Linked DNA regions of Mus musculus: regions 1, 3, 4 and 5 are each linked to region 2. The links are chromatin contacts, called in public HiChIP or PLAC-seq and promoter capture Hi-C maps. All regions are on one chromosome and are shown on one strand. The core of a region is the stretch at or near the end of the contact, and the rest is flanking DNA. Distances in the headings are between cores, read along the strand shown.

What was found. Promoter capture Hi-C pulls out the DNA fragments that hold promoters and counts their contacts. HiChIP or PLAC-seq counts read pairs in DNA pulled down with a chosen protein or histone mark.
Region 1: a contact with region 2 is called in a promoter capture Hi-C map of pre-B cells. The contact joins the promoter of Sbk2 here to the promoter of Zfp444 in region 2. A contact is called at or near these places in 14 of 39 promoter capture datasets (the 3T3-L1 cell line, the C10 cell line, cranial neural crest and 8 more) and 1 of 115 datasets of contacts at active chromatin or transcription factors (stem cell-derived neural progenitor cells).
Region 3: an H3K27ac HiChIP or PLAC-seq map of embryonic stem cells shows a contact between it and region 2, with 10 times the contacts expected there. The contact joins the promoter of U2af2 here to the promoter of Zfp444 in region 2. A contact is called at or near these places in 19 of 39 promoter capture datasets (the 3T3-L1 cell line, 3T3-L1-derived adipocytes, the C10 cell line and 12 more), 3 of 15 datasets of contacts at CTCF or cohesin (the NIH/3T3 cell line, pro-B cells and stem cell-derived epiblast-like cells), 12 of 484 Hi-C or Micro-C datasets (B cells, CD4 T cells, the N1E-115 cell line and 8 more), 32 of 115 datasets of contacts at active chromatin or transcription factors (the 230-238 cell line, DN3 thymocytes, the SCID.adh cell line and 17 more) and 2 of 9 other capture datasets (embryonic stem cells and liver).
Region 4: a contact with region 2 is called in a promoter capture Hi-C map of pre-B cells. The contact joins the promoter of Isoc2a here to the promoter of Zfp444 in region 2. A contact is called at or near these places in 9 of 39 promoter capture datasets (the C10 cell line, cranial neural crest, frontonasal cranial neural crest and 5 more), 1 of 484 Hi-C or Micro-C datasets (B cells), 1 of 115 datasets of contacts at active chromatin or transcription factors (astrocytes) and 1 of 9 other capture datasets (liver).
Region 5: a promoter capture Hi-C map of pre-B cells shows a contact between it and region 2, with 6 times the contacts expected there. The contact joins the promoter of Kmt5c here to the promoter of Zfp444 in region 2. A contact is called at or near these places in 8 of 39 promoter capture datasets (the C10 cell line, cranial neural crest, frontonasal cranial neural crest and 5 more), 1 of 484 Hi-C or Micro-C datasets (B cells) and 2 of 115 datasets of contacts at active chromatin or transcription factors (astrocytes and embryonic stem cells).

Annotation. Positions count from the first base shown.
Region 1 is chr7:4,962,541-4,966,015 of GRCm38.p6, reverse strand. It overlaps Sbk2 (SH3-binding domain kinase family, member 2), which reads left to right and starts at 1,610. Exons shown (of 4, transcript NM_001146329.2): 1 at 1,610-1,715; 2 at 2,831-3,085. The coding sequence starts at 2,833. It overlaps Sbk3 (SH3 domain binding kinase family, member 3), which reads left to right. Exons shown (of 4, transcript NM_001200041.1): 4 at 1-756.
Region 2 is chr7:6,170,460-6,173,949 of GRCm38.p6, reverse strand. Zfp444 (zinc finger protein 444) reads right to left here and starts at 1,437. Exons shown (of 4, transcript NM_028316.3): 1 at 1,376-1,437.
Region 3 is chr7:5,060,707-5,064,396 of GRCm38.p6, reverse strand. U2af2 (U2 small nuclear ribonucleoprotein auxiliary factor (U2AF) 2) reads right to left here and starts at 2,254. Exons shown (of 12, transcript NM_133671.3): 1 at 2,061-2,254. The coding sequence starts at 2,109. Ccdc106 (coiled-coil domain containing 106) reads right to left here. Exons shown (of 5, transcript NM_146178.2): 5 at 3,612-3,690.
Region 4 is chr7:4,875,600-4,879,126 of GRCm38.p6, reverse strand. Isoc2a (isochorismatase domain containing 2a) reads right to left here and starts at 2,074. Exons shown (of 6, transcript NM_001101598.1): 1 at 1,934-2,074.
Region 5 is chr7:4,738,512-4,741,736 of GRCm38.p6, reverse strand. It overlaps Kmt5c (lysine methyltransferase 5C), which reads right to left and starts at 1,610. Exons shown (of 9, transcript NM_146177.2): 1 at 1,498-1,610. It overlaps Gm24537 (a small nuclear RNA gene), which reads right to left and starts at 2,905; the gene lies at 2,804-2,905. Gm42369 (a long non-coding RNA gene) reads left to right here and starts at 1,657. Exons shown (of 2, transcript XR_881802.3): 1 at 1,657-2,445; 2 at 2,535-2,747.

The DNA.
Region 1 (3,475 bases), core at 361-2,860, 1.2 Mb after region 2:
TATGTCTACTCTTCCTGTCCTTGTCACAAACATCTGGTCTAGACCCTTCCATCTTCTATTTCCACAAGATGCCCCAAGTTCTCTGGTTATGAATAACCCAGCTCCATCTATATTCAGGGACCCATCAATCCTGAGAGCCAGGACTAGTTTCATGGCTCTTCCTTGTCCCAAACAGCACACAGACTCCAGTTCTGTGTGTCTGGAGTCCCCAGCTCCCAGCAGAAACTAGAAACATCACAGGAATTTATACTTAAAAAATTTTTCAAGTTTTTCTGTATCCCAGGATGTTCCCTCACTAGGTGGCAGAGGGTAACCTCGAACTTCTGATCATCCTTCGTCCACCTCTCAATGCTGGGATTACAGGCCTGTGTTATGATGGAGATTTACACAGTGGTGGATATGAGCTTCCAGAGGTTCATGCAGGGAAAACAAAGACTGCAGCCAGAACTATAATCCCAACCAGGAACCTACACTTTCTAGATTTAACAGTGAGTTCACCAAATGAACCATGGTGCCCCGGACTGGACTTGGGAACAGGAAAAGGACCTTGAGGACAAAGATGGTGGGTAGGATGGATGACTATTGTTGAAAGCTTTGCTAATTTAGTGATGAATCTTGGGTAAGATGCTGACCTTGGGGCAAGCTGTGTGAAGGGTCCAAGGGACCTTGGCAACTGTGTGTCTTTTACAACTGTGTGACCTTTGTGATTGTTTTTGTAAAACTAAAAATATCTACAAAATAAAAAGTGTATTTTGGACAATGAAGTGAACCCACGTGGTTCTCGGTGCTTTAAACCCAACAGCTGTCCCGCAAAAGGGGTACAGTCATCCTCGATCCCCAGCTGCTCTGCCACCTGTTTCTGGTCCCCAGTCTGAGGTCATTTCTCATGACATCATTTTAGAATCCTCTCTTATTTTGTTCCTAAACAGGACCCCAGTGCATGGCTCCTGGATACACCTCTCAAAAGATTTGTTTGTCAACAGGGCGCCAGAGTCAGGAGCTGAGGAACAGAGCAGATGGGATCAGATTAAAGAAAATCCGAGACCTTTTGAGGGAAGAGGCCAGGGGCTGCACCCCTAGATCTGAAAGAAGGCTAGGGTCAAGATCCTTGGGTCAAATGGAGGAGCGCTGGATTCCTGAGTTTGAGGAAAGCAGTTTCGTTCCGGGGATTCCGGGCCTGAGGAAGATGGCTGGGGTCTAGAATCCTGGGCCTGAGAGAGGAAGGCTGCTCCGGATCCTTGAGTCTGAGGGAGGAGGGCTGGGGGAGGGGATCTTGGATATAAGGGAGAGAGGATGGTACCTAGACCCTCTCTAGTCTGAAATAGGAGGGATGCATTCTAGATTCTTCCATCTGAGGAATGAAGACTGGAGTGTGGACTCTGAAAGAGAGGAAGCAGAGCTGGGGTTTGCATTTCTGGGTCTGATAGAAGGCTTCCTGAACCCTTGGGTCCAAGGGAGGAGAGCTAAGCCACACTGGTGTGGTCCAGCCACAGCCAGTACTAGGATTCAACACACGATGTCGCTCTGCCCCCAATGGGGGGCAGAAGGGGCGGGGCAGAGGGCGGAGCTTTACGAACCCCCAGAGTGAGGGCGGGACTTGCTCCTGAGCAGTCTGATGCTGGCAGGAACCCCCGAAGTGCAAGGCGCTAACTGCAGTAGGCAGAAAGGGATCAGACAAGCCTTGGAGAAGGCGAAGTCTGGAGCTCTGAGCCCAGGTCAGAAGTAGGGCAAGGTTAACCGGCCTGAGGGAAGGCTGCAGTTGAACAGGAAAACAGGTGGCAAGAGTCCTGGCCCCTCGACAGGACAAGAGACACCTTGAAGCAATCGAGTGCTTTAGTGTTGGGGACAGAATCCAAGGCCCAAGTTGTGTGAGTTTTAGAAGTTCCTGGGACAGTAATAAGTTATGATTTGAAGCCCTAGTCTGAGGGAGGAGGGCTGAGGGCTGGAACCCTGGGTCTAAGGGAGGAGGCCCGAAGTCTGGAAGCTTGGGTCTGAAGGAGGAGAGCCGAGGTCTGGGACCTTGGATCTGAGGGTAGATGGATGGGGCCTGGAGTCCTGGATCTGAGGAGGGAGGGCTGGGGTCTGAGCCCTGAATTCGAAGGAGGAGGGTTGGGGTCTATTTCTCTGGGTGCTGGGGTCTCGAGCCCTGGGTCTAGGGATAAGCTTCTGAGCTGTGAGACTTGAACCACAAAATGATTGAGTGCTAAAGGCTTGGGACAGGTCCAAGTGACAGCTACAGGCAGGACCCGGGTGTCCCAAGCTGTGGAGAGCCCCACCCTTCCCTGGAGGCAGAGAGCACCTGTTTTCTCTTTGGAGAGAAACCGCTCATCCACTCTGGGCCCAAGTCTGTTTGCTTTGGAAACAAGATGGGGGGTGTCTCGATGACTTGGTTCATCTTTCACCCTCAGGCCACCAGGTGGCAGTGGGAATGGGGGGGGGGCATCTGACCTCTCAGTTGACCTCACCTCACACAAGTGACTGTTTTCCACTCCTCAGGGTCTCTTACTGAATGGAAATGAGTCACAATAAGAAGTGGTGATGAGAAAGTCCAGGTCTAGACTTCTTCCTCAAACCTAGAGTCCATACCCCAGCCCTCCTCCCTCAGACCCAGGAGTCCAGCCCTCAGCCCTCCTCCCTTAAACCTTGAGGTCCAGACTGTGGTCCCCTTCCCTCAGACTCTGGAGCCCAGACCCTGGCCCTCCTCCCTTGGACCCAGGAATCTAGACCCAGCCCTCACCCCTCAGAAGTCAGGTTTCCTTGCTCTTCCTCCCCTAGGCATAGGCTAGCGAGCTCTGAGTCCTGGGTCACAGTCCTTTTGTCTGTCTTGCAGAAATGCCAGGCAAACAGTCAGAAGACAAGCCAATGGAAGTGTCAACTGTGGAGGATGGAGGTGATGAAGGCCTGGGAGGCCTAACGGTAGAGGAGCTGCAGCAGGGGCAGGAGGCTGCTCTGGCCTTGGAGGACATGATGGCTCTGAGTGCCCAGACCCTGGTCCAAACTGAGGTGGAAGAGCTGTACGAGGAAGTGCGTCCCCTGGGCCAGGGCCGGTTCGGCCGTGTCCTGCTGGTTACTCACCGCCAGAAAGGTACTGGATCTTGGACACAGGCATGCTGTAGGGTACAGCTGAGAGTAGAGATTTCAGGCCAAGTCCAGGGAGTCTTATAAACCTCAGTCAGATCTTCCTTCCCCACTTTATTGTTGGGCTGTGCATTTCAGGGAGTTGCTTTAACCTCTCTGAGCCCCAGAGTTTTCCTTTGAAAAGGTGAGAGACCAGGAGGCTGACAGGAAGGCTGTTGTGAATTTGAAGCTGGCCTAGGATTTACACAGTGAGTTCCAGGTTAGTTAGCCATGGCTGCGTAGAAAGATTACCATCTCAAACAAACAAACAAAGCTGACCTGACAGCTGATAGTTGACATCCCAGTATCCCCGAGATGGAGTTCCTAGAGGTAGAGACAGGAGGATCGGGAATTTGAA
Region 2 (3,490 bases), core at 188-2,687:
AGTCAAGTAAAATAAAGAGCAAAAAAGTACCCCAGAGCATGGCTGGAGAGGTGGCTCAGCAGTTAAGAGTACTGGTTGCTGCTTTTCCAGAGGACCTGGGTTCAATGCCCAGCACCCACATGGCAGCTCACAACTGAAACTCTAGAATCAGAGGATGCAGTAAACACATATGCAGGCAAAATATGGATGCACGTTAAAATAAAAATAAATCATTAAAAGAAAAAAAAAGTACCCAGAACACCACCTGGCAATAAACAAACCCCACCTATTGCATTTACTATCAACACACATTAACCCTCCAACTCCTTGTGAGTCATTTACGTAAAGCCACTGTGAAACAAGCGCCCAAGACTAAATTGTAAATTGGAATAGGTGTTAAAATAGCATATAAAAAGGAGTGAAGACTGGCAGTGGTGGCTCATGCCTTTAAGCCCTGCTCTTGGGAGGCAGAGGCAGGCGGATTTGAGTTCAAGGCCAGCCTGGTCTACAGAGTGAGTTCCAGGACAGCCAGGGTTATACAGAGAAACTCTGTCTTGAAAAACCAAAAAAAAAAAAAAAAAAAGTTAAGATGAGTATTTTTGTTTGTTTGTTTTTAAATTCAATTACTTTCACCGGTTTAAAGCTTGGCATGGCTCTCGAGTGTGATTAAGGCCAGCCTGGGCTACAGGAGACCATACCCAAAACACCATCATCAACAACAACAAAAACCCTGAACAAAACAAAAAAACTAGGCCAACGCTTGTAATCTGAGCACGTGAGAGGCTGAGCCAGGAGGATCAGAACCGAGAGATTTAAGTCCCTCTTATCCTGTTAAAACCTGTCTCCAAGCCCCTTCTGCACATTAATGAATTTCGCCTCTCGCGACAAGCTAATGAGGCGGATACGCTTGTAATGAAGAAATACTTATCCTCCAGAACCTCAACTCGACAGAAGTGCGTGTGAACGTGTGACCAGCACACAGGACTAGCCACCTGCACCGGTCTACGCTGCTATGGCACGGTGCCCCTGGATAGACCCCTTCCCGCAATCCTTTTCGAAGAGGTTAGAGGTCCCGGCGCCCCAGGATTTCTCAGTGGGGTCCAACTTCCACTCCACTCTCAGTTTCCAACCATCCCAGGGCTCCCCCTCGAACATCCCAGCCCCCTCCCGCTGCCCAGCCTCCCCAGGCCTCCAACTCTCCCGCGTCTGCATCTCGCGTTCCTCCCGCTCCCCGGCCCGCCCCCAGAACCCCACCTCCAGCCTCCTATCATCCCCCTCCCCCAAGCCGCCCATCCCTCCCTTCCTCTCCCTCCTCCAGACCTGGGTACCCCTCCCCGTGGTCCGCCCGTTCCCCGTACACCGGACTCCCCAGCCCTTCCTTTTCCCTCTAGCTCACCTCACTCTCCTGGGCGAGGCCCCCCAAACAACCTCACCTTCCCGCACATGCGCACAAAGCTCATCGGGACTCCATGCCCCAGCAGGCTTTGCGCCAAATTCACCCGTACTTCCCCGCCCCCACGTCCCCTCACTCTCTACACTAGGAATCGCTAATTCTACCCAACACTTCCCACCTCTCCCAGCTGGAAACTACATCTCCCAAGAAACATCGCGACAAAGCGGCTTTCCATTAGCCCTACTGTGATGAGTCCTGTACGCTCGTGCGTCCCGAGCTAGCCAGAAAACTACATTTCTTAAAGTGTAAAGAAGAAAACCCGATTCCTATTGGCTCACACAGGCGCAAACAGAGCGCTTCTGATTTTGGACTACATTTCCCAGATTTCACGTGGATTTCCTTCCTCTACCATCCCTCACAAGACACCCCGCCGGCTGACTTCTGGCAAACGCGGACGGGTCGGGGAGGGATAAGAGGAATCTGTGGTTTCGTTGTCGTGGAAACCGGGGGAGGCAGCACACTTGGGAGACCCGCCTCCAGGACCTTTAAGCGCCTATAGAGGAGGTCGTGGAGGCTATGCCAGAGTTCTCCTCAGATCAGCAGTGGGAGATCCGTCTCCTTGACAACAGTTGCAGTATCGCCCTCCCGCTCCAGTACTAGGTTAAAGGAAGGTTGAGGCTGGTCAACGAAACCTGACCTCTGAGAATTAGTTCGCTCGTCCCATACTGTCAGTCCACTCTCTAGCCTCAGTTTCCCGTCTTGTGAATAGGAAGGAAAATATTACGTGTCAAACGGCGCTTGTGTAGCCCCCTACGGACACTGAAGCCTCAGTTTCCCTACCTCAGAAAAGGCAAGAAGGTTTTGAGTTTGCTCTTTGTAATATGTATGGGTGTTTCGCTGAGTCGGTGCACCATGTGCTCGCAGTACCCACGGAGGCCAGAAAGCGGCGTGGGATTCCCTTAGACCTGTATTACAGACGGTTGTGAGCCACATGTAGGTGCTAGAAGGACGTCTAGAATAGCTTGTGCTTCGTTGTTAACCTCTTTGTCATCTTTCCAGCCCTACCCCTACCTACTACCCCAACGCACCACATACACACGTACTCGCAGGAGCGCAAGAAGGTTATGAGACTTTCTGTTTACGTGATAGATGGCTCTTACAAGCTAGTGGGGCAGACAGAGACTCTCCCCTCCTCACTGGACTTCGAAAAAAGGTGACATTGGCACACAAAGGAAATCATGTGAAGCAGAGTTGTTATTGTCCTTACCAAATTCGTGGATGGACAATACCATTGCCCTAGTTTCTATTTACTCACTAGTTTACAGCTTAGAGACGGATCTATCCCCACAACAGCTAAACTTAATCCTGTCCCACCTCTCTGCCCTCTCTGTCCCTCATCTTGGTAAGTGTGCTAACCACACAAGCTGCTTTGCTATTTGAAGAGCGAGCCTGCAATACCACATTCTTTTCCTAGTGGTGCTTTTCACATACTAGTTGGATTCTTTTCGTATATGATTTAAAACTTTTTTAAGACGGAGTCTCTTGTAGCCCAGATTAGTCTCCAACTCACTGTCTGGCTAAGGATGATCCTCTGCCTCCGCCTCCAGAATGCCAGAATTTGAAGTGTGAACTACCATGCCCAGCTTTATTTTCACGTTTATCTATATTGGCTTTTTTTTTTTTTACTACATATTTATTGTGATTTAGTGTGTGTGTGTGTGGGGGGGGTATGAGTGTGTATGCGTGTCACAGTTTGTTACATGGAGGACAGTGTGTGTGTGGGGGGGGGTATGAGTGTGTATGCGTGTCACAGTTTGTTACGTGGAGGACAGTGTGTGTGTGGGGGGGGTATGAGTGTGTATGTGTGTCACAGTTTGTTACGTGGAGGACAGTGTGTGGGGGGGGGTATGAGTGTGTATGCGTGTCACAGTTTGTTACGTGGAGGACAGAGGGCTGCTTTCAGGAGTTGGTTCTCTTTCCCCAGGCAGAGACGGGATTGAAAGCAGGATACCAGGCTTGGCTGCGGGTGCCTTTACTCACTGAGCGATCTCAGTGGCCCAATTTCCTTCCTTTGTAAAACTGAAAATTGTAATCTCAGCACGTGGGAGGTGGACACAG
Region 3 (3,690 bases), core at 1,005-3,504, 1.1 Mb after region 2:
AAAACGCTATAATGTAGTTGTCTTATGTACACAACTCCAACAACTGGCCCTTCTAGGCCAGGTCTCAGGCCCTGTTGCCAACATCAGCAGGGACACTCGAGAACTACAAGGAACTGGCTTTGCAGTCAGAGATCTACACAAAAGCAGGAACTTAGCTTTAACATCCATTTTCCCCTTCCTTGAATGAAAGTCAAATCTACACTACCCAGGTCTCATGAGGGAGTAAAATTTGCCATCCACTTTACCCACCCTTCTATAACAACACCAGTCTATTTGAGCCAAAATCCACCTATCTTCACAATACCAATTATAGCTAGTTAGGCACCTAGCATAACCCAAGCCACATGCTATATATACACACTGCTCCATTTCAACTCAGCTCCAGCTTTCCAACTAATGCTTGGAGCATTTTCTCTTAAGAGAAAATAAAAATAAAAACTAAATGAGCCTCAGTTTCCTGCTCAATAAACAGAAAACTATTTTGTCCTCAGAAGACTGTTACAAGTAATTCACTTAGAACTGTTTAGAGCCTGGTGGTGGTGGCTCACACCTCAAGCAGAAGGCAGAGGCAAGAGGATCTCTGTGAGTTCAAGGACAGCTCGGGCTACACAGAAACCTGAAACCTTCTCAGAAAAAAGCAGATTTTAAGAGTTTAACAAATTTCCTTGCCTTGACAAGGAAGGAGTTTAATTACAACTATAGTCAGTATGTACCACTAATTTCAAAAACCCAGTAAACAAAGCATCGATGATCAGCATACAGGTAACAGATTAGACTGTCAGATAAAGAGTAATGAAGGTATTTGAACTCAGGTATGTTCAATCCCTAAGCCCTATACTCTAAAGCAATACACTACTCAAAGCAGAAAAGCTCACCAAGGACACTCAGAATAATTACTTTTCCACGTGTACTGTTTTAGCTACTCTCTCCTCAATTCCAGCTTCATTTCAAATAATTCTCAAGGTCTCATCCAGTGCCCCAACACAAGACAGCTTAAGTCTCAACCCTCAAGAAATTTAAACTCTTCGGTCTCAAAAAAGAAGAGGTTGTAGAGAATGTCTTGTAAATCAACGTTTTCCTCGGTATCCCTAAATCCGCCAGCACCAACATAGCCTGCTTGCCTTTCTGATCCAAATTCATAGTACAAGATCTTACCTTGGGAGCACCTGCCTCCACTAACCTGTTAATGGGCCAGCTCCCTCTTCCCCATTCTGTTGAATATTTTACAATCCCTATAGTGTAACTGGCTTTAGGTACCCGAGTTTGGAATGATACAGGACCTGGGCTTTGCCTAAAACCGATAAGTTTAGGGATTGTTAGGGATATGGAAAACAGATATTGTCTGCCGCCAAAAAAAGCCCCAAGGCATACATGATTTATGCTCAACAGGAGCACAAAGAACGCAGACTTCCCTCTTTGGCGGGCAAACAAGTGTAGGACACATTTTTATCTAAGACACCGCAAAGCCGGAGACGGAGACGGAGACAGAAACATCGAGGTAGGAGAGTTCTGGAGAAATCAAAAAAATATGAACAGGCTCGAAACCTACAAGCAGCGGGAGATTGCACTGCCAGTCCACGTGAAGGAAAAGGAAAGGAGGGGGGGGGGCTGATTCACCACCGCCATTTTGGAAACAAAGGGGGCGTGGAGAAAAGAAAAGTACGCACGACCGGAAGCGGAAGTGCCAAGGCAGCAAAAGAAAATGACAGAATTTAGAGACCAAAATTCATCTTTCTCAAGTAAAAGACAAAAATTTAAAACGACAACAGAAAAGCTTCACATTACGGAATCCCGCGCGCTCTCAAGGCATCTACTTAACAAAACGCGCCGCCTCCGCCGAGACCACGTGGGCGCGGGCTATTGCGGCGCGCACGCGCCCTGAGCCTCGCCCGCCACCCCTTCCCTCAGCGCCGAGAGGAGGTCACGTGAGCTCGGCGCGCGCGGCACGGACGGGGGGGTGGGGGGGTAGCGTGCGGCCCTAGGGAAGCGAACAAGAGAGGGAAATGGCGGGGGGGCACAGGGCGAAGCAAGAAGCCACCCCACAACCCCGGCGCCCTCACCTTGTTTATTCTCGTTGAGCTGCCGCTCGAACTCGTCGAAGTCCGACATGCTTAGGCGGCCGCGTAGGGCCCTGTGCAGCTCTCGCCTCGCCTTGCCGCCCGCCCGCTCCGGCTACTTCCGCCGCTGGCTTCGGCTACTTCCGGCCCCCGCCGGCACTCCGTCGCCTACCTAATCAAGCCCCAAGCCCCGCCCCTCCCAGGCTCCACCCCCTCGTCCCGCCCGACCCGCCCCCCCCCGGAACTTCCCCGAGCTCGGCTCCGAAGCCTGTCGGCTGTTCTCGGACGGAGCAGTCGGAAGGCGGCGGTCGCCGTCAAAATCACCCGAAGCGAGGATTATGCCGGCTGCCCGAGTTTCGGTAACTTTTCGGAAACTAGCGTTTCAACGTTCGGAGGATTCCGCGAGTCTTCGCGTTCCCCGACACCAGCCCCCTCTAAAGACACGGATTTTCCTACAACTCAAACCGTCTGTCTCTGGCCTCCTCTGGAAATCCGTCCCACCCCTCGCCGACCCTGTCCAAGCGGTCAGTCACTTCCAACAATCCTAACCGTCCGGGCCTTCGGCTCTTTCCGAAGGTTTCCAGCGCTCGCTCACCGCCCCTCTAGAGATTAAGCCCGATTCTAGTCTTCGGCTCTTTCCGGAGGCGCCACAGGGTCACTCCGCCCCTTCCGGAGAATATCGGTCCCTTCCGCCACTGCTTCGGGAAGGTCTCACGCCCAGGAGGGAAGTTCGGCTCTTTCCGCTCTTGCTTCGGCTCCTTTCGGCTTAAAGACCCGAAAAGGGAGGGAGGACTGATGGGAGGTGGGCCAGATAGCTACGGGGGAGGGGGCGGGGTCTCAGCTTTCGGTCCCTAGCTCTCTAGGAGAAAACTGAAAAAACTGACCTCGCGGAAGGCCAGAGAAAGTGTGTGGGACAGTAGCAGCCAGTGCGACAAAGGGTGTTCGAGGCCGCTGCGGAGGTTGTTAGCTCAGCTTGGGACGCCTGCGCACGGTGATTGGAGAGGGGTTTCTGCGCCTGCGTAGCGGTCTAGGGCACGTTTTTCTCAGCGCTCCGGAGGATCCGCCATTCTAAATCCACATTGCGCGTGCGCCCGATCTCCTCCCACACACCCCTTCCCCCACCGCCAACCTCAGCCCCCAAGGCACTAACTTCAAGACGGTTAAACCTGACTGCTCTCTCCCGGTTGCCAAGGCAATCGCGTTAAATTGTCCGCCCCTGCTCCTGCTGCGCAAGCGCCGAATGTGACACCTCCGAGAGATCTCCTGACCCCTGGCGGGCAGGCGGAAAAGAGTCTACCCAGCGCCCCGGTACCTCCTCCGGGCTGGCTCAGCTAAACGTTCATTGAATCAATGCCCCAGGCGCTGCCTTCTTAAAGTCGTCTTACCTCAGTTTCTCCTACTGCTCCGCTTCCCACCTCTGCCTCCTGGGGCTAATTACACCCTACCCTCCCCAACCTCTCTAGAGGCTTCTGGCTGAGCGCTCCTGTCCCAGTCTCCGTGGCGACGGCCACCCCTTCCCAGCATATTCCCTTCCTAGTAAGACCTGGGGCCCAGTTTATTGAAAATTTTCATGTCTCTTTAATTTAAACTCTCAGAATAATACTCTGTCTTTGCATGGGATGCAGATGGGCTA
Region 4 (3,527 bases), core at 825-3,324, 1.3 Mb after region 2:
CTTTGAAAGTTGGACTAAATGCATTTTGCATTATGCTATGTTTAAGTATGGCCCCCATAGACTCATGTTTTTGAACAAGTCTATGGGGACCAGGGAGTGGAATGTGATGGTTTGTATATCCTTGGACCAGGGAGTGGCACCATCTGAAGGTGTGGCCTTGTTGGAATAGGTGTGACCTGGTTGGAATGGGTGTGTCACTGTGGGTGTGGGTATAAGATCCTCACCCTAGTTGCCTGGAAGTCAGTCTTCCACTAGCAGCCTTTGAATGAAGATGTAGAACTCTCAGTTCTGCCTGCACCATGCCTGCCTGGATACTGCCATTCTCCCACCTTGAAGGTAATGGACTTAACCTATGAACCTGTAAGCCAGCCCCAATTAAATGTTGGTTTTTTATAAGATTTGCCTTGGTCGGGGGTGGGTGGGTATGGGGGACTTTTGGTATAGCATTGGAAGTGTAAATGAGCTAAATACCTAATAAAAATGGGGAAAAAAAAAAGATTTGCCTTGGTCATGGTGTCTGTTCACAGCAGTAAAACCCTAACTAAGACAGGGGGGATATGGAGCCTGAACCAGCCATCTCCTGTAATCAGGCAAGACTTCCAGTGGAGGGATTAGGATACCAACCCAGCCACAAAACCTCTGACCTACAACTTGTCCTGCTCACAAGATGTGTTGGGGTAAAGGTGGCCCAGAAATGGTGGGAGTAGCCAGCCAATGACTGGCCCAGCTGGAGACCCAAGCCACCAGAGGGAGCCCAACCCACTACCTGGGAGGCTAGATAGCCCAGAGACCTAGGATAGAACCAAACACTCCTGGCAGCAATAAATATTTTTTTTAAAATTGAGATGCCTAATGGTATAGATTGGTGCTTGGCCCAACTGTCATCAGAGACACTTTATCCAGCAACTTATGGAAAGAGATGAAGAGAACCACAATCAAAACATTAGGAAGAACTTGGGGAGTCCTGCAGAAAAGAGGGGGAGATTGCAGGAGTCAGAGAGGTCAAAGACAACAAGACAACCCACAGAATCAACTAACCTGGGCTCATAGGGGCTCACAGGGACTGAACCAGCAACCAGGGAGCCTGCACGGGATTGATATAGGCCCTCTACATATGTGTTTGGGTTGTGCAGCTTGGTCTTCTAGTGGAACTCCTAACAGTGGGAGAGGGGCTGTCTCTGACTCTTTCCTGCTTTTGGGACCCTTTCCTCATCCTGAGCGGCCTTCTCCAGACTTAATACTAGGGGAGGTGCACAGTCTTACTGCAATTTGATGTGCTATGTTTGGTTGGCGTCTGAGGGCAGGCATGCCCTTTTCGGAAAAGAAAGAGCAGTGGAGGGAAGGAGGGCTGTTGGGGAGGGAGGGAGGAGGGGAAACTGCAGTCGAGATGTAGTATCTGAGAGAATAAAAAAGAAAGAAAAAGTTCAGGCCAGCTAGGTATGATCTGCAGACGAAACGGAACCTGGGTGAGAGCTGGGACAGAAAATAACCAATCTAAGGGAGACAATGAAAGAGTGGAGGTGGGACGCGCGTGTGAAAAGTGAAGAGGGTGTCTAGACTGCAGAGAGATTTCGGGACATCGTGGGGGTCCTGGAAGGAGGCCTCAGCTCAGTAAAGGAAACCTGTCTTAGGCTGGGGTAAGTGACCTCCTGCGGACAGACTGGGGATGAGGTTGCTTAATTGGGCAAGTGGTTACTGCACACCACTACAGGAACCCAGATTTCTAAGCTCTGTGTCTCTGGGACGCTTTTCTTCTTGGAAGAAATGGGCGTGAGAATCGCCCACTCCTGGGGCTGATACAAAACTTAGCTCTGGAGAAGCTTGAAGTTCCTCCCTGATGATCCATCCTGAGACCAACTGGAGCCCCTCCTCAGCTGGACACCCCGCAAACCTTCCGTTTCCTCCGTCTGTAAGGACGGGCAGTTGGACTTACCCGGCGGTACCAGGTTCGAGTGCAGCAAGTCCCTCCACTAGGTCCCTTCAGCGCACTCTCCCCCACTGGACTGTCACTAGTTCCGGGCTGGGTCACCGTTTTGCCCACTTTGGACACGAGGTCTGCTCCCCTTACGTGTCTACCCCTCCCTCCCGAGCAGGCCAATCAGCTCGCGCCTCGGCTGCGCCCTGTAAGGGGGAGGGGCGGCTAAGGCGGGTCAGTCATGAGAATCTGATTGGTCCGCAGAAGCCTAAGGGGTGGAGAGATAGCGCACAGAACCAATGAAGAGCCGATGAGGGCTTGAGAGGCGGCCTCTGCTGAGAGCTCAGATTCTAACTGGGAATGAAGGTAGAGGTTATCAGGTTGCACCTTGTATTATTGCTGCGCCTCACAGTTACAACCTGCCTTTCTTATCTGAGCTAAAGGTACCTGCACCATCGTGGGCTACACACTGAAAGCCTGCTCCCTGAACCCCACTAAAAGACTGGCTTGCAGGGTTCAGCAAGGTCTGGACCTGATTTCTGTAGAAATCTCTAGAACCCTTATTTTGGAAGAAGAGAACTGAGTCCTGCAACTTGTCTTCTGACCTCTGCAGACCTGATGTGGCGCAGGCACGTATGCAAAGACAGAAACACACACACCACAGAATAAATAGATGGGAAAAATTAAGTAGATACAAGCAGGCATGCCATTGATGAATCTCAGGATTCCATGGATTCTACAGAGGCCAGGCTTCCTGTTCCCAGGAGTCATTTGGGCCTCAATTTCACCCCTCTGGAGGGAGCTCTGGAGTAGGGTGTGAGCCTGGAGGTGAAGTGATTGACCTGTGGCCTGGAGGTACTGGCACCCCTCTCAGAGACAGGATCCCTCTCTTTCCAGCCAATGCAACCCCCTCCCAAGTCTCCATTTAAAAGCCCTCAACATTCATCGCTGAGGTTGACTCTGCCTAGTCTCGCCTTGCTAAAGAGGCTTTTGTTCCCCTAATTGGCTATCTATCTCCAGGCACTTTCCTCTGCCTCTGCACCCATACACTGTCTGTTTTATATTCAGGCCCAGTTATGTTTTAATTGGTCATGTAGGAGACGCCCAACGAGCACCCTCCCCTCTTGTCTGCACTTTGTCTTTCTGTATCAGTTCTTAACCAGCAAGCTACAGGCTCCGGAGTCTACCCATCTACCCCATAAGACAAGCACGGTGTTAGGGCTCACCCGCACTCCCAGGGTGACCTCTCATTCTGGAACCGTCAGCCATCCAGTCCTTTGCACACTTGAGGAGTGTGCTCTGATCTGTATTTCTACTTCAGAACATTCAGCCGTGCATCCTAGAGCCCGTGCAGTCCCTCGGGGTCTCTCAACTGGGCCCTGAGATCTGTACGCAGTGAGACTTCTGTTTATACATTCCCTGGGGCTGCAGCCCAGGGACACCTGGTCCCCACAACTGGAGGCCCTACTGCTGGAGGTTCCTATATAGCCAGATTTTCAGAGTAGATGGCAGGAGGCCCCAAGGCTAGGTTCCAGCACTACTGGCATGCATTTATTGTATAACTACTGTATACTAGGCCCCAGAACTCAACACTGAGCAAAGTCAATGAAAG
Region 5 (3,225 bases), core at 361-2,860, 1.4 Mb after region 2:
TCTATGTAAGAATGACACCCAACAGGTACTTTCGAGTGAGGAAACCTTAAGAAAAATAGTCTCCTGTGCAGTAAGTATTTCCTCCCCTCTTGCAAAACAGATGCATGTCCCCCAATCACATACACTACCTTCCCAGGACATGGACACTTTCTCGAATGTCAGCACACACAAAGACCACTTTGCCAAGTGCACATGTAAGAGACAGGTCCCTGTGTACCCAGGCGGAAGGAAGATTAATTAACTGCCTGAGATAACTCCAAAGGCTTAGCATGGCAGGAGGGAGTTGGGATAGCTGGGCTCTCATCAAGGGAAAGGGGAAAAGGAACTCCATAGGAGCTTCTGGCCTGCCTTTGCTGACCCCCTGCTAGGCTGATTCTCCCGTCCTCAGCACCTCCCTCCAAGGTCACCCTCCTCTGGGGAGTGGTCAAAAGGTTGTGGGTGGAGCCCAGGCAGCCATTAGGGGAAGAAGGATCCAGTCCCTAATGCCTCTCCGAGGACTCCAGCAAAAGGGAAGCCCGCCAGAGGACAAAAAACAGGAAGAAGGGAGGAACAGAAAGGAGAGGAGGAACAAGTCAAAACAAAGGGTCGGAGGCAAAGAGGGGAAAAAAATAGATTCAGAAAACCAAATCAAATAAAATGGAGGGCCAGGTTACCCAGTACCCTCACTGTGGTGTGTCTGACAATTCTGCGCTTTGGGAGAGAGCAAGAAGGCAGAGTGTGGCAAGACACACTCCGCCACTCTGGGAGAAAGATCTGGAAAAAAAACGGTCTGGGTTAAATGAAGAGGGTGCTTAGAAAAAAAGCCTGGAAGCTGGGAAAAGACAAAGTGAGGTGTAGGGAGTATGATGTGAAGGGAGAGAAAGGGGAGAGAAAGATGGAGGGAAGTCAGGATTGGCGGGGGTGGGGGGAAGAAGGCACCTGAGGTTGCAAGGGAGGAGCCCACGAAATCCAAAGGGTAGATATGCCTGGGGTCCAAGGGAAGGGCTTAGCGGTTCCAAGCAGGGTTTGAGGGAATCCTGGGGGATTTGAAGTGATGGAAACCTGAAAGATCCTACGGGTTCGAGGAGGGAATTGAGGGCGCTAAGTAGCTAACTAAAGCCTGGGAAGGTTGCAGAAGGGGGCTGGGGAAACAGAGAGTCAGAGGAAGGGCCTCAGAGACCAGGATAGTGAGACAGGAGTCAGGAAGTGCCCTGAGTGTGACAGGGTAGGTAGGTTACGATGCAGGAAAAGGTGGTGGGGATGGGCCCTGGTGGGGCAAGGAGCGACTCCTAAGGTGCAAGGAAAGTCCTGAGAGTGAGAGAGGAGTCTGCATGGGCTCCAAGGGTGCAGGGAAGGGTACGAGTGAGGAGCGCGTAGATCCGCGGGGCTGGAGACTTGGACCGCAAGGTTCGAGGAAGGGCCCGGGGACAGCCGGTTCAGGGGGTGACTGGGAGGCCGGGCGGCGCGGGGCGGGGGCCAAGAGGGGGCTCAGAGGTCGGGCCCCGCGCCGCCCCTCACCCGCTTCTCCTCCTCCTTCTCCTCAGGAACCCGCGTTGCAGCCGCCACCTCCACCCACCGCCTCCTCCGGCTCTCGTCCGACACAGCCGCCGCGCCTCCCCTCGGCCGGCGTAACAAACAGCTTAACCTTCCTTTGGCCCAACCCGCCGTCACTCTTCCGTTGCTATGAAACTCGCGCTGTTCTTATTGGCTGACTCTCATTGCTCTCTTTTTCCCGCCTCTTCTGGCCCCAGTCGGTGCCCTGACAAAACCCCTCCACGCCCACTCTGTCAATAAATCCAGCGAACTACAGCCAATGGCTCGGGTCGCTGTCATTCAGGCGTTGCCATAAAAATCTGTCCCGCCTCTTCTTCTGCACTGTCCCAAATCAGTGCTTTCATTGGCTTAAAGAGCCGTCGCTCCAACAGAAACTCTGTTTGGGTCAGGTTATTCAGGTCCAAGTGAAAAGAGGGAGGGCTCTGTCAGAGACAAACTTCGTATATTATTGGTTGGCCTTGGACAGGACCACGCTTCCATTCGTTAAGGCCTCCGCCCATCACCCTAAATCCGGAGCTCTATTCTCTTTCTTTCAGCTTGAAGTGGGGCAAAATCCCTGAGCGAACCAGGAAGGAAAGAGGTGAATGCACACACGCGCCATCGCGCTCCCGGCCCCAGGAGACCATTGGTTGCCATGGCAACAAAACTTCAGTGCCAACCCTGCTTAGCAAGAAGATCTTTTCTCTTTCCCAGTATTCCTTATCTTTGGAAAATTGTACCTACAAGAACTCTGTGAAGTTTTCTTGTCCTGCCTGTGAACAGTTCAGAAAGAGACGACGCTGAGAAGTTGGGACTTAGAAGACAAGCTCTGATTCATGGGGCACTCCCCTGGGGAAACCCCTTAATTAAGATTACCCACCTCTTCAATCCTGCAAGTATAATTAGCAGGATATCATAATTACGTCCAAACAAGTAAGCTTACTTTTGTTTTTGTCTTTCCTGAGTTATCTATTTGGTGGGTTAGGATAATGCCTACAGCACAGAATGTTTTGTTACTACAGACTGAAGGAACAACCGATTGAAGTGAGATGGGACATTGAAATGGCCCAGTGTGTAAAAGCACCTGCCCACAAGTCTCATAGCCAGGATCCGCATAATGGAAAGAAAGCACCGACTCCTGAAGGTTGTCCTTGACCTCCACATTCATGCCAAGGCGCGCGCGCGCGCGCGCGCACGCACACACACACACACACACACACACACACACACACAATTGATTAAATCATAGTAGCTTCTCTTTTGAGACATGAGCTTTGACTGTCCTAGAACTCACCATGTAGATCAGGCATGAATTTGCTCGTCATCCTTGCACAGGAGCCATGCAAATCTTCACTGTATCGCTGCAATTTTAGTATATGTGCTGCTGCAACATTTTGTTTTTAAGGAGGCTGAAGTTTTGCACCGTTCTGTGATCTTGGGGTTTTGCCAACTCACAGCTTCATGGTTGCGTCTACAAAGCAAATATCATACACTGATATACTTTCAAGTGTCTGAGGTCCATGCCTCACCACCCTTCTCTCTCCTAAATTCTAAGACAGCTCCCTACCCTAAGCAGCTCTCCGGGTTAGGATGACTATATCGTCCTTGGGTGCTGTCACATTATATGAGATTTTCAAATGGCTAATAAAAATATATTTAAGGGAAAAAACCCCACTAAATAGCAAAGTGTCTTCCAGACTGTTGAAGTATATT